Linked DNA regions of Mus musculus: regions 1 and 2 are each linked to region 3. A link is a contact called in public promoter capture Hi-C data. All regions are on one chromosome and are shown on one strand. The core of a region is the stretch at or near the end of the contact, and the rest is flanking DNA. Distances in the headings are between cores, read along the strand shown. Region 1 has its middle 580 kb from the start of Gm38838. Region 2 overlaps Lrrtm4 (leucine rich repeat transmembrane neuronal 4). Region 3 holds the start of Lrrtm4 (leucine rich repeat transmembrane neuronal 4).

The links. Promoter capture Hi-C pulls out the DNA fragments that hold promoters and counts their contacts.
Region 1: a promoter capture Hi-C map of hippocampal neurons shows a contact between it and region 3, with 5 times the contacts expected there. The contact joins the enhancer-like site here to the promoter of Lrrtm4 in region 3. A contact is called at or near these places in 2 of 39 promoter capture datasets (frontonasal cranial neural crest and hippocampal neurons), 2 of 484 Hi-C or Micro-C datasets (cerebral cortex and cortical neurons) and 3 of 115 datasets of contacts at active chromatin or transcription factors (SST interneurons, embryonic forebrain and forebrain).
Region 2: a contact with region 3 is called in a promoter capture Hi-C map of hippocampal neurons, with 2.2 times the contacts expected there. The contact joins the enhancer-like site here to the promoter of Lrrtm4 in region 3. A contact is called at or near these places in 3 of 39 promoter capture datasets (hippocampal neurons, pre-B cells and stem cell-derived epiblast-like cells), 2 of 484 Hi-C or Micro-C datasets (cerebral cortex and cortical neurons), 1 of 115 datasets of contacts at active chromatin or transcription factors (neural progenitor cells) and 1 of 9 other capture datasets (macrophages).

The regions. Positions count from the first base shown.
Region 1 is chr6:80,863,580-80,867,366 of GRCm38.p6, reverse strand. No RefSeq gene overlaps it. Among named protein-coding and RNA genes, the nearest start is that of Gm38838, 580 kb to the left of the region's middle. Within about 2 kb of position 1,281, at least 7 of the 459 cell types and tissues checked have an H3K27ac peak or open chromatin away from gene starts, as enhancers often do. A contact at or near this core is called in hippocampal neurons, where this site is marked.
Region 2 is chr6:80,660,167-80,664,165 of GRCm38.p6, reverse strand. All of the region lies in intron 2 of Lrrtm4 (leucine rich repeat transmembrane neuronal 4), which reads right to left. Among named protein-coding and RNA genes, the nearest start is that of Gm32091, 520 kb to the right of the region's middle. Within about 2 kb of position 1,670, at least 3 of the 459 cell types and tissues checked have an H3K27ac peak or open chromatin away from gene starts, as enhancers often do. A contact at or near this core is called in hippocampal neurons, where this site is marked.
Region 3 is chr6:80,017,274-80,020,923 of GRCm38.p6, reverse strand. It overlaps Lrrtm4 (leucine rich repeat transmembrane neuronal 4), which reads right to left and starts at 2,047. Exons shown (of 3, transcript NM_001134743.1): 1 at 1,738-2,047. The coding sequence starts at 1,744.

The sequences.
Region 1 (3,787 bases), core at 32-2,531, 850 kb before region 3:
CTGACAGTCGGGGAAGTAGAGCTGTAGTGTTTCTCTGTCATTTCTGATTTCACATCAAAACAGTGATCTTAAGTGAATTCCAAATATACACTCTTATCAAGATTCCTTTGGTTTCAATAAAGAAACCTGCTTGTCGCATCACTGGTTCATATTCAAGAATGCCATCTCTACTAGTTGTCAATCTTGATCATATAGCTAGGTCTTATGGCAGAATCAAACATGAGCTCATATATTAAGCATGATTTTCAATAGACTATGACATCATCTTATTACATTGGCAAAAGTTATTATTGAAAAAGGAAGGCATGAGTTAGGTAAAATATCTTAATATGTGAATTATTTATACAAAGTAAAGAGTGAGACAAACTCTCTCCTGACAGGGGATTCCTAGAGGCTGAAATGAATAAATGGATATCTCAATTTAAGCCAGTTTCAAACAGTGTTAACACACTAGCATAAGGAGAATACAAAGAAATGTACTGTGTAAAATTTGATAGGGGACCAGAGAGATGGCTTTGGGATTAATGGCACTTGCCTTTACATAGGACCTGGGTTTGTTTCCCAGCACACCCTTTGGGTAGCTCAAAGTCTGGAACTTCAATCCAGTGTTCAGGTGCCCCCTTCTGACCTCTGAGGGAACCTTTACCCACACATAAACGTGCATGCCCAGAAACATGCACCTACATACACATGCACATACACATGCATGTACACATATACACACATGTACACATACACATATACATACATATGTACACAAATACATACATACTCACACATACACATACATACATGCATGTGTGAGCATGCACACAAATACACACACACCACACCTTAGCATAAAATTTGGCCGAGACATATAATCTCATACCAACTTTGTCAAACAGGCACAACTGCCTAAGAAGCAGATTTACCAGAGAGCTTTATGGAACTGTAAAATGTGGATGGTTCACTTTAAGTTAGAGACTGTGAAAGCTGAACGCAGATCCTCTCGGGAGCTTAGTTCCTCTTGTTATCCTAGTCTTTGTTGTATGTATTTCCTAAATAGCAACTGTATACACAAAATCCTGGAAATATGATAAACAAACTTAAATCCTCACATCATAACAACATAAACAAGAAGATTAAATGACTTGTTTGGGTGCGGTTTATCCCTATTCTTTGCCTTGATTAGAACAGTTTAGTGACTGCATCACCCCCCCCCCCCCCTTTCTCACTCCTATGCCATCTGGGTAGGCATACCCAATTAACACATGTTGAAAGCTAGCAACACCTTTTCCAGCGTTTTAAAATTCTGGCAAGCTATAAAAGTTACTGTGTCATAGAAAAGCTCATTTGGTACATTAAGGAGGATTTGCAGTATGGATTTATCATATGGAATGATCATTTTCCAAGAGTGCTGAGAACACAGCATAATCAAATTTGGAAGGATCAGTTGAAATAAATGTTATTGCAGGAGTGCCAGGACTGATGTACTCCATCTCTTTTAAGAAGCCCTTCCTCCATGCTACTCAAGAGGGAAGAAAGAGTGAAAACGAAAGGAAAGAGTACAGTGCTGAAAACCTTGCCTTGGTCTCAGATGCTCCTCTTAGTGACATCAAGTCAGTTCTCAAAAGGAATTCTGGAGAGGATGAAGGCTCCCATAGTATACTGCAGGCTTTTATGAAATTCTCTGGTTCCCATGCCTTTCTTATTGTGCTGTTACTGAAGCTCAGAAAGATTTGCTTTTCCCAGTGAATAATATAAACATATCTAATAACGTATTATATATAATAATGGTGTTCATTGTCATTATATATAATATGTTATTGCATATGTTATATAACAGATATACATATGTTATACATATTAATAACATATATACAATTCCCAAACAAAATAACGATATGCCTTTTCCAAATATCTTTGCACTTGGGGTTCTAGATACATTTTATATCCATGTATTTTAGATGCATTGACTGAGCAGTGTATCTGCAATCAGGCTAGGTAGGAGGATAGCTAGGCTGCTGTTCCATGCCAAGCAGCTTTAGCAGGGAACCAATGCTAGCCACCATGACAGTTTCCTGTTCTCATACCGAAAGTCAAGCTTTTGGGTCAATGGTGCCCTGTTTTCAATAATTTAGGCCATAGAAGAAATAGTTTTTCTTTGAAAGTCCAGCTCTATACAATTCATATTGACTGAACTGAACTTCTATTCAGTTCAGTCAATCAACCTTAGAGTGATTTGTGTGAACCTGCAATTGACAGAATAAAACTTCTACCTGTTTGGAGCCAGTGCATTCCTGAGGACTTACATTTAAGGTGCAGGTTGCACAGTGGAAGGAGAGAACCAACTCCCAAAAGTTGGACTCTGAGCCTCACTCAGACACCATGGTACAGACATGTCCACACTCACTCACATAAACACAGTAACAGGTGCAATGTTTACAATAAACCTTTGCATGTTTGAAAGAATGTGTTTTCATCTTCAACTAAGTTCCTGCTCCTGCAGGCATGCTGCACTGCAATGAGACTGAGATGCCCTTGATAGCCAATTGTACTTAGGAAATGATTTAGGCTGTGCCTCACATTCTTCCTTATCTCTTTCACACACACAGAGAGACGAGAACATAAAGAATTATCCTAGAATTACAAATATCTCAGTTGCTTAAGAAAGTAGTTTATTGTAAAGAGCTTTGATATTTGTGTAGATTCATCTGAACTCTTTTTCATTTTCTGCTATTGTTAAAAAAAATGCTACATTAAAGGCACTTACAGTTTCATCACCTACATGTTTTTACCACAAGGGTAGCATTCCAGTCACATAAAACAGAGCTTGTGCTAGCCTTCGGTCTGTACAACATCCCCTCATTGGTTGTAGTTCCTCCAGCTAGATGATGGGACACCAACCCTGCTCTATATAATTGAGAGTTTAATATGGACATGTGCTCAATCATGGTGGACATCTTAGATGATCAATGAGTCATTCTGTCAGCTCTGTTCTTATCATTTTCTTCCTAGTTGTTTTTTTACTATTTCATACATACATATTGTAATGACTTTGAAAGATCATCTCTGACAACAATACTTAGAAAAACACAGCCCAGAATGCAGGTGCTTCATGGGAACATTTTCATTGAGACCAGCCCCCACCCTGTACATATGTAGCAGATGTGCAGCTTGGTCTTCATGCAGGTCCCCTAACAACTGGAGTGGGGGGCTGTCAGTGAATTTGTTACCTGTCTCTGGATCCTGTTCTCCTAACTGGGCAGCCTTGTTTGGCCTCAGTGAGAAAGGATGTACCTAGTGCTGCAGTGACTCATATGTGGATGGGGATAAGGAGGTGATACTTCTTGGGGAGAGGGAAATTGTATTGAGATGTAAAGTGAATAAGTAAGAAATAAATAAACAAATAAATAGTTTTTAAAATAAAAATGACAATGCCACTCTGAACACTTCTCTTGTGTTGTCATCAAGGTAATTTTATCTATTCACTGAAAAAAACAAAACAAAACAAAACAAAACAAAACAAAACAAGCATTTGTCACAATAGATTCTTCTGCAGTCCCTACAGTTTCCTCGCTGTTACAACTTCAAAAGTACATTAAAGCAAGGTATGGAGTTTGTCTGTGGCACCAGGATCTATGTTCCATTGTTGTACCAAACTGATCTGACTGGATATCCATGGAGCTTTAGTATAAGACAGGTTCTTTAATAACTTTCTTCTTAAATAATTTAAAACCTTTGTTTGTGCCTCTGTGTTCAGGTGCCTGAGGACACCAGAAGAGGCTGTTGGACCCTTGGAGCT
Region 2 (3,999 bases), core at 421-2,920, 640 kb before region 3:
ACTTGTGCCAAGCAAGCCAATGTCCTTGGAAAAACACTTTGCCTTGTCACAAAGATGTTGCATACCATTGATTCATTGGATGAACACCATGAAATATTTTATAGGTAAATTTGAATTGCTGGCTCTATTATTTATTCTGATAAGCCTTTCATCACACACATAGTCTTTCTTACAGAAAATTTAGTATTTACTCTACGACATGTCTTCTGCATGACGTGTTCAAATAATAACTTTGAAATATTTTAAATGTTTAGCATAGTAATCCATGTAATCAGAGCTAAAAATAAATAAAATAAAACTACAGGGGAAATTGTGTTGTTGTGAATTAAAATAATAAGCATTTACACTTGATAAAATTGTTATATTTGTCCCATACCAGAGCACTGCAAATTACATTCTTGTATGAAAAAAAAAAAGCAATACCAAGATTCAACAATTCAGGTAGATAGATATACATGTGTGTGTGTGTGTGTGTGTGTGTGTGTGTGTGTGTCTGTGTCTCTGTGTGCCTGTGTGTGTGTTTATGAGGGTTCATACACTTTCATGTATGAATAAGGATGTTCACATATGACAGCATGCTCATGAGTTCAAAGAACAGTCTGAAATAGTATGACTTTCTTTTTTTTTTAAGCTACCTGAGACAGTGTGAGTTTTCTGTTTTTCTGCAAGCACAGCATCCTACCTGGCCTCCAAACTTCCCATGATTCTCTATTCTTCTACCCATCTCAGAGAAGAAACACTAAGATTACATGTTTAGACATGCATTTCATGTCTAGCCTTTACTTTTACATGGGTTGTGTGACTTCAACAAGGATTCAAACAATGGTCCTTTTTCAGCAAGCACTTTCATCCAGTGAGCTATCTGCTCAGTCTTATGTTCTGATAGCCAGCAAGGGGTTAGATATCAGTTTATATAAAGTGTTTTTTGTACCAAGGGAGTATATTCAAGCAACATATAAATGTGCATAGAAGAACTTTTTAAAAAACCTATATAAATGCCTATATAAAACCTATAGAATCAATTTCTACCAAACTAATAAAAAATCTCTATAAAATATGCGACCTATACATTTCAAACTGATATTAGAATAAATCCAAACTCTATGTGTGCTTCTTCTCAACTTAGGAATCTGGTGGTGCCCAGCAGATTTGGCTGAGAAAGGCACATTCTTAGTTATTTTAATTTCAGAAAGGTGGTGGTTGCTTAACAACCCTTCTGTCATTGCTCGTCATAAAGCAACCCACGCGCTCTGAGAACCTAAGAGGAGGAGGTTTACTAGGACCCGAATCTTTTGTGATTACCCAGTGAGGACTGGCCTGACAGGCAGAGTAACAACCTTCAGTGTTGCAGTCAGAGAACATGTAGAGGTCTGATTTAAACTCCTGAAAGGACTGAAAAAAAAAAAAAAAAACCAGTGACCATGTAACCTCTGTGAGTGCTCAGACAGGAATTACAATTTCACTAAGTAAAACACAAATGCCTGTATGTGGGTTAAGTGTCAAGAAAAAGGAAATTTTTAACACCCAGATAACTTTTTAATCAAGTGTGCAAGCATGTGTGTGTGTGTGTGTGTGTGTGTGTGTGTGTGTGTGTGTGTGTGTGTGCATGCTCACACAGAACTCAGGCTAGCCATTTGTTATGTGTACCTACTGCACAGGTCCAGCCTAGCCCATTTGAATGTGCACCTGCTTCTTTGAATGTCCAACTCTATCCCCACATGCACTCCTCCTGTTCTCTTAATGATAGAGATGATTTCACAAAAAGAAGAGTCAATACAGATTTTCTGTATAGGTGGTCATTAAGAGAACAGTGGCTCACCAAAAGGAAGAAAATATCATTATTAGTGATTTTACATTCAAAGATATATTTCAATATCTTATTTTTTCCAGTTTTATAAATACTACTTCCAAGTATGTCTCAAGATGATTTGAAGCCCAGTTTCCTTCACAGATTCTCTTTCAAAATAGAATAAAGAAACCCAAGGCATGAGTGAGTGATTAAAGCCTTTCTGGTCTAATTAAATCGGCCCAGTGGAAACACAAATCCACAAGATCACTTTTTTTCTCATGAGTCATTGTTCTTGTTGATTTAATTTAAAGACTATCACTTGAAACACTCATATAACTATGAAACATATTTAGTTGTTTTGCTGCCTTTAAATTCTATTTGCAAATGTGATGCATATTCATTATGTAGGGAACATGAACATTTATATCTATTTAATTATGAGACTGAGTCCATAACCCTTACATACATAAACACGCACAATATTCCAGTCCTTTACAACTGAGCTATATTCCCAGCCTATATTTAGTCTTTCGTTTTGAAGTAGACTTTCTGTAAATTGCCAAGTTTGACCTTGACCCCACAGTTTGCTCCAGCTGCCTTGAGTCCCAGAATCTTCCTTCCATGCCAGCATGGAGCTGGGATTACAGCTCTGGCTCTGTTTGCTTTTAATTCTACTCTAAAGCTTGTTCAAAGGAGCCTTTAGTTCTCAATATCCTGGTCATTAACAATTTTAAGATTGCATTGTGGATATCAGTGGATTCTCCGGCAATATTTTACATACAAAACATTTGCTACATTCATTTCAATTGCACACCACAAATCAATTTTATGTTTTGAGTCAGAGCCTGGTTGTGCAGCTCAGGCGGCCCTGAATATGTGGTTTTCCTACACCAGCTTCTTTAACGCAGGAATTTCAGGGGCTTCTACTCTGGCTTTAAAATGTCACTATTATAGGAAAACAGTGTAGCAATGACTGGAGCTCAGGTTTAATACTTTCAGCACCAAATGTTCCATTAGCACTTCTTACTCCCACGTGGAATTTGAAAACAGACTCTGGAAATGCAAACTATATCAAAGATGGACACAAGACCTAAAGGGAAACAGTTCTTCCTAGAAAACATATCTTAAAAAATAGTAAACATATATGTGTATACACATATATAGAGAGATTTAATTAATGATTTTGCAGAAATTTTATACTAAATCTGGATCTCTACTTTTATAATTAGGAGTTTGCATGCTTAGAATTTTGTAGACCTATAACTTACCTCACATAAAAAACTGATTTTTGAATAACTTTCACTCAGAAGTAAGTGGAGAAGACAATGTTTATGAGCTAATGTGTTTTGTAACAGTGCATTACGAGCACTGCTGACAGGAGGATCAGAAATTATGGATGACGGTTATGACAGGTTGGATGGAGAAGGCACACTTCATGCAGGAGGCAGTATGTGAGCAAAAATGAAAAAGGAGTGAGATAATGAGAAATGCATTTTCTGCCAAGTCTGAGGACCTAAGTGTGATTCTGCAGACTGTACATCGTACAAGGAGAGAATGATGAGGACGACTCACAACGCTCGTCCTCGGACCTCCATTTGTGTGCTGTGGCATGTGACTTACTCACACATGTGGCACACAAGCACACTTGGTAAATAAAATAAAATAAAAAATGGGCATCTGTGCTGCTACTACACCCTGTAGATCCTAGTGACCCTCACATGGGGAAGGAACAGTAGACTGGAAGGAGCTCCTGTGAAGGGATGCCTGACTCATGAAGGGAGCAGGGCAATTAGTGTAACAAAGACAGAGGGAGGGAGAGACAATATATTGGGAAGCTCTCAAAACAATGAAGAAGGTAGGAAAACTGGTAGGTGACATTAGTATGGATACTTCCCCTTGTGAACACTGAAGAAAGTCTCAGTATAGAAACGTGCAAAACCTCTATTGAGTTAGAGAGTGGTGGAGGATATGACTGAAGTCACACACCAGTTGCCGGGATCTAGGAGACATAGATCATTCCTCTCTAGTGAAATCATAACACTGCACTAATAACAAGATTTTTCTTTCTGGTATCCATTCTTTAATAATATAAAACATGACAGCAGAACTGACATCTAAGAGATATTCTTTTTGTATGCACAGAAGGTAGTTTTTCATGGTATTAAAGAGAAATATTTAAAACAGATTTTCAAACTTCATGCTGTTTTCAA
Region 3 (3,650 bases), core at 798-3,297:
CCAGGAATACATGAGCTAAGACACATGATCACCCATACCACAGACACCCCCAGCCCTAGCTAAGAGAGCAAGTTTGTATACAAAATATGCAGAATATAAACTAATCACGTTATTAGATACATTGCTGTCTTTATCATCAGATAGTTGCCCTTGCAAATTTGAGAGATAAGGAAGGAAGCCTGCTATCAGCCTCCCCACCATCCTGACCTACTGAAGTCTCTCACTGAGAGCTTTTCCATCTCTCCCTGCCTCCATTAACTTCAGAAAGCCTGCAAAGTTGCAATCTATTAGCATTTATGCCGCATTTTGAAATCATTGCGTGAGAGGGGACTCCTCTCCACCTTCAATAGTAGGTATATTATTTCTTAACGGGAAGGAGAGGGACAGACAGACAGAGAGTGACTACTGCAGGCTGTAATTTCTTTTTAAATAGTCATCTTTTAAACTAAGAGATAACATCCTAGTCTAAAAATGCCCCCCTCAGAGTTGTCCTTTTTTCCCCCCTCTCTTCTTCTTTTATTTATTTATCTTTCTATTTATTTATATAATTTAAAATTTAACTCGATCTTGCACTCTGTTTTCTTGTCAGCTTCAGTCTCATTGAAATACAACCCAGCTCTCCCAGACAGGAGAAAGAGGGAGGGAAAAAAAAAAAAAAAAAAAGCCAGTCACACTTGAAAAAAACAAAACTGGCAAATGACTACTGGAAATTTGGAAGCTGTATTCAGGATGCAGTTTCCAAGATCAAACAAGCCTCCGGTGCCACCTCTGATAAAGTAGGGACCCCACCCCTGCACCCACATAGCCAAGTGTTAACAATCTTCTTGACGGCAACCCGAACCCAAGCGTGGCTCAGATTATCAGGAAATAGAAGCAAACACGGTATTTATTTCATACCCTGTTCTCAAGCTGTGGATACGCAGACGCTAGAGACAGTCTTAAAGCTATCCCTCCAGCGTGTGTTTAAGTCCGCGCTATGCATTTATAGATTAAAAAGAGAGAGAGAGAGAGAGAGAGAGAGAGAGAGAAAAGAAAAATAAAACACTGCCAAAAGAAAAGGATCTAAAAATATAATAGCAACTATAGTGAGACAACGGGTAAAGTAGAGGTTGCCGCTTTGTGCCTGTTTCCTGGTCTTTTAGCAGCTAATGCCCAGCTGAGGATGCGGGGGGTTAGGATCAGCTTTGCTGAGAAGAAAACAACAAAAGTTCGCTTACCCATCCTTTGTCATCCAAAAACCGTCTGCCCCCCTCTCTCAGCTTTCTTCTTATTTGGTCTCTCCTGTAGAAATCACCACCACCTTCATGACACAGTGCAGCTGTCATTCAAACCATTCTGAGCCCGCATGTGAGCCCGTAGCCCCATGTAAACTTCCCCGGAGAGGACAGGCAGACACACACACACAAATAATATAGATATACGTATACTTAAAAAAAAAATCAGCACGGGGTGGGATGAAGGGGCAGGGAAAAGGAAGCCGCGGGGGGGGGGGGGTGCCGGAGGGGGAGGGCCTCTAGGCTCTGAGGACCATTGTATAATTCACTAGGGGCACATTAGCAGTAAATTGGCAATCTGTGAAAAGAGCTACAGCTCATCTCGGAGGTAACCAACTTCTCTGTGGGAAAAAAAAGAGGGAGAGAGAGAGAGACAGGGAGAGAGAGAGAGAGAGGAGAAGGGATTAAAAAAGAAAAAAAAAAAAAAAAGAAAAAGAAAAGGAAAGGAAAATCCTCAGAGTACCTGGCATTCCTTATTGTGCGGGCTTTTGCCATTCCCAGATAAAGCAATTCATCCTCAGGATTTTTCAGCTGTTGAAGCAAGCAGGCCGCCTGTGCTGTACGAGACCCCAGTTTAAAAGCTATGCAGGCTAGGTTTATCCATTTAGCTGGTCAGGTTGAAAGTGTTTTGTAGCTGTGCTGAGAGGCAGCCCTTGTCTAATTCAGAAGGCTTTCCAGAGACTGATGGTGCTCAGAGCTGGTTGGTGCTAATGCTCGAGTTTGTGATACACTGAGTGCCCTCCGCTGGAGAAAACAGATTGCACATTAAAGACAGGAACAAGTGAGCTTGTCAGGGCTGTGCAGCCTTCCCTGCTCAGAAAGGGAAATTAAAGGCACAGGATCACCCCCCCCCCAACCCCCCGCCGCTCCAGTAGTATAAATTATAAAAGGTTTATGGTGGGGTTTATGCTTCACAGCTGCAGCAGCTGTTAGCAACTTCCTAGGTCTCTCTCCCTCCAAATGTCTGTGATCCGTAGGTTTGGAAAGTTGGTTTTTGGTTTAAAATGCTTTTCAGGGTGCCACGAGTGATATGTCCTCATTTTTAATGGCAGGAATAATTTTTTTATTGTATTTATGATTGTTTTTGGTTTGTCTATATTTTCGTTTTCAAAAAACAACCACGTAAGGATGCCATCCCATTCGAGAGAGAGCACACTATGCTTTTAAAGATAGTTCATCATGAAAATTTTAAGTCTGATCATCCATTCTCAGCCTTTGTCAATAACACCTATTCTGCCTATTACTCTGTACATTTATCAAGTGATTTATAATATGACTTTGTAAAAGTTTATATATTTAACTTAAGTGCTTTTGGGTTACCAAGTGTCTGGGTAATGGAGATCTGATGTCAGACAATAACTGAACTAAAGCTTGTCAATATTATTGCAGTTGTTTCTCTTAACACTCATTCACTTTTCCAATGAACTTTTTCTTGTGCAAATAATCTGTTCTGTTGTGCCTACCACCCTGAAAGAAACAAGAGCATTCTCCTATATTATCCTGGCCCTTTTCTAAAATTTGCAGACTATCCTGAAATTAGTACTGATGAAATTAAAAAAAAAATCTGAAATGAGTGATTTTCAAAAATTTATATTTCTCACTGAATTTGTATCAGACACCTACACATTTTATGTGCATAAGTATTTGGCTTGCATGTATGTCTGTTTACCATGTGTGTGCTTGGTGCCTACAGAAGCCAGAAGACAGCATGAGATCCAGTGGAAGTGAAGTCATGGGCAGTCTCTGCATAGCATCTGGGAGTAGAGACTGGGTCCTCTGCAAGAGGAGCATATGACCTTAACCACTGAGCTGTCTCTCTGGTCCCATACCTCCATTGTTGTGTTCCCTAGTTTTAGCTATTTTATAATTACTCTGACAGATAATCATTTAAGAATACCTAGAGTAACCCAAAACATAAACGCAGCAGTGCAAAGACTGCTACTTAGTCACAGGCCCCATTCAGCCGCTTTGAAAACATCAAAAGAGTTTTACAGAAACTTCTATGGCTGGAGTCAATCCTCACAAATGGATAATTTTTAGTAATGCTTTGGTTTTAGTTTATCTGATCAGATATTATTTGTTGAAATGGAAGGAAAAGACGATGAACACTCGTAATTTCCCTCAGCTTTATGAGCAAAAGGTCACAGATGCTGGTCTAGTCACTAACATTTCTCAAAGAACAAAAAAGGGATCACCGGTTCCCTACATCCATCCCCCCCATTGACTGATGCCTGAGCTGCTACTTTAGAGATGTGTGTTTTTGGCTTAAGACTTACTATTTATTAAAATGCAAATTCATACCACAAGTGGCAATGTAATTGTGGGTACTGAAATGAAATAAATCAATCAATGAAAATGATACATATACAGTCTCTT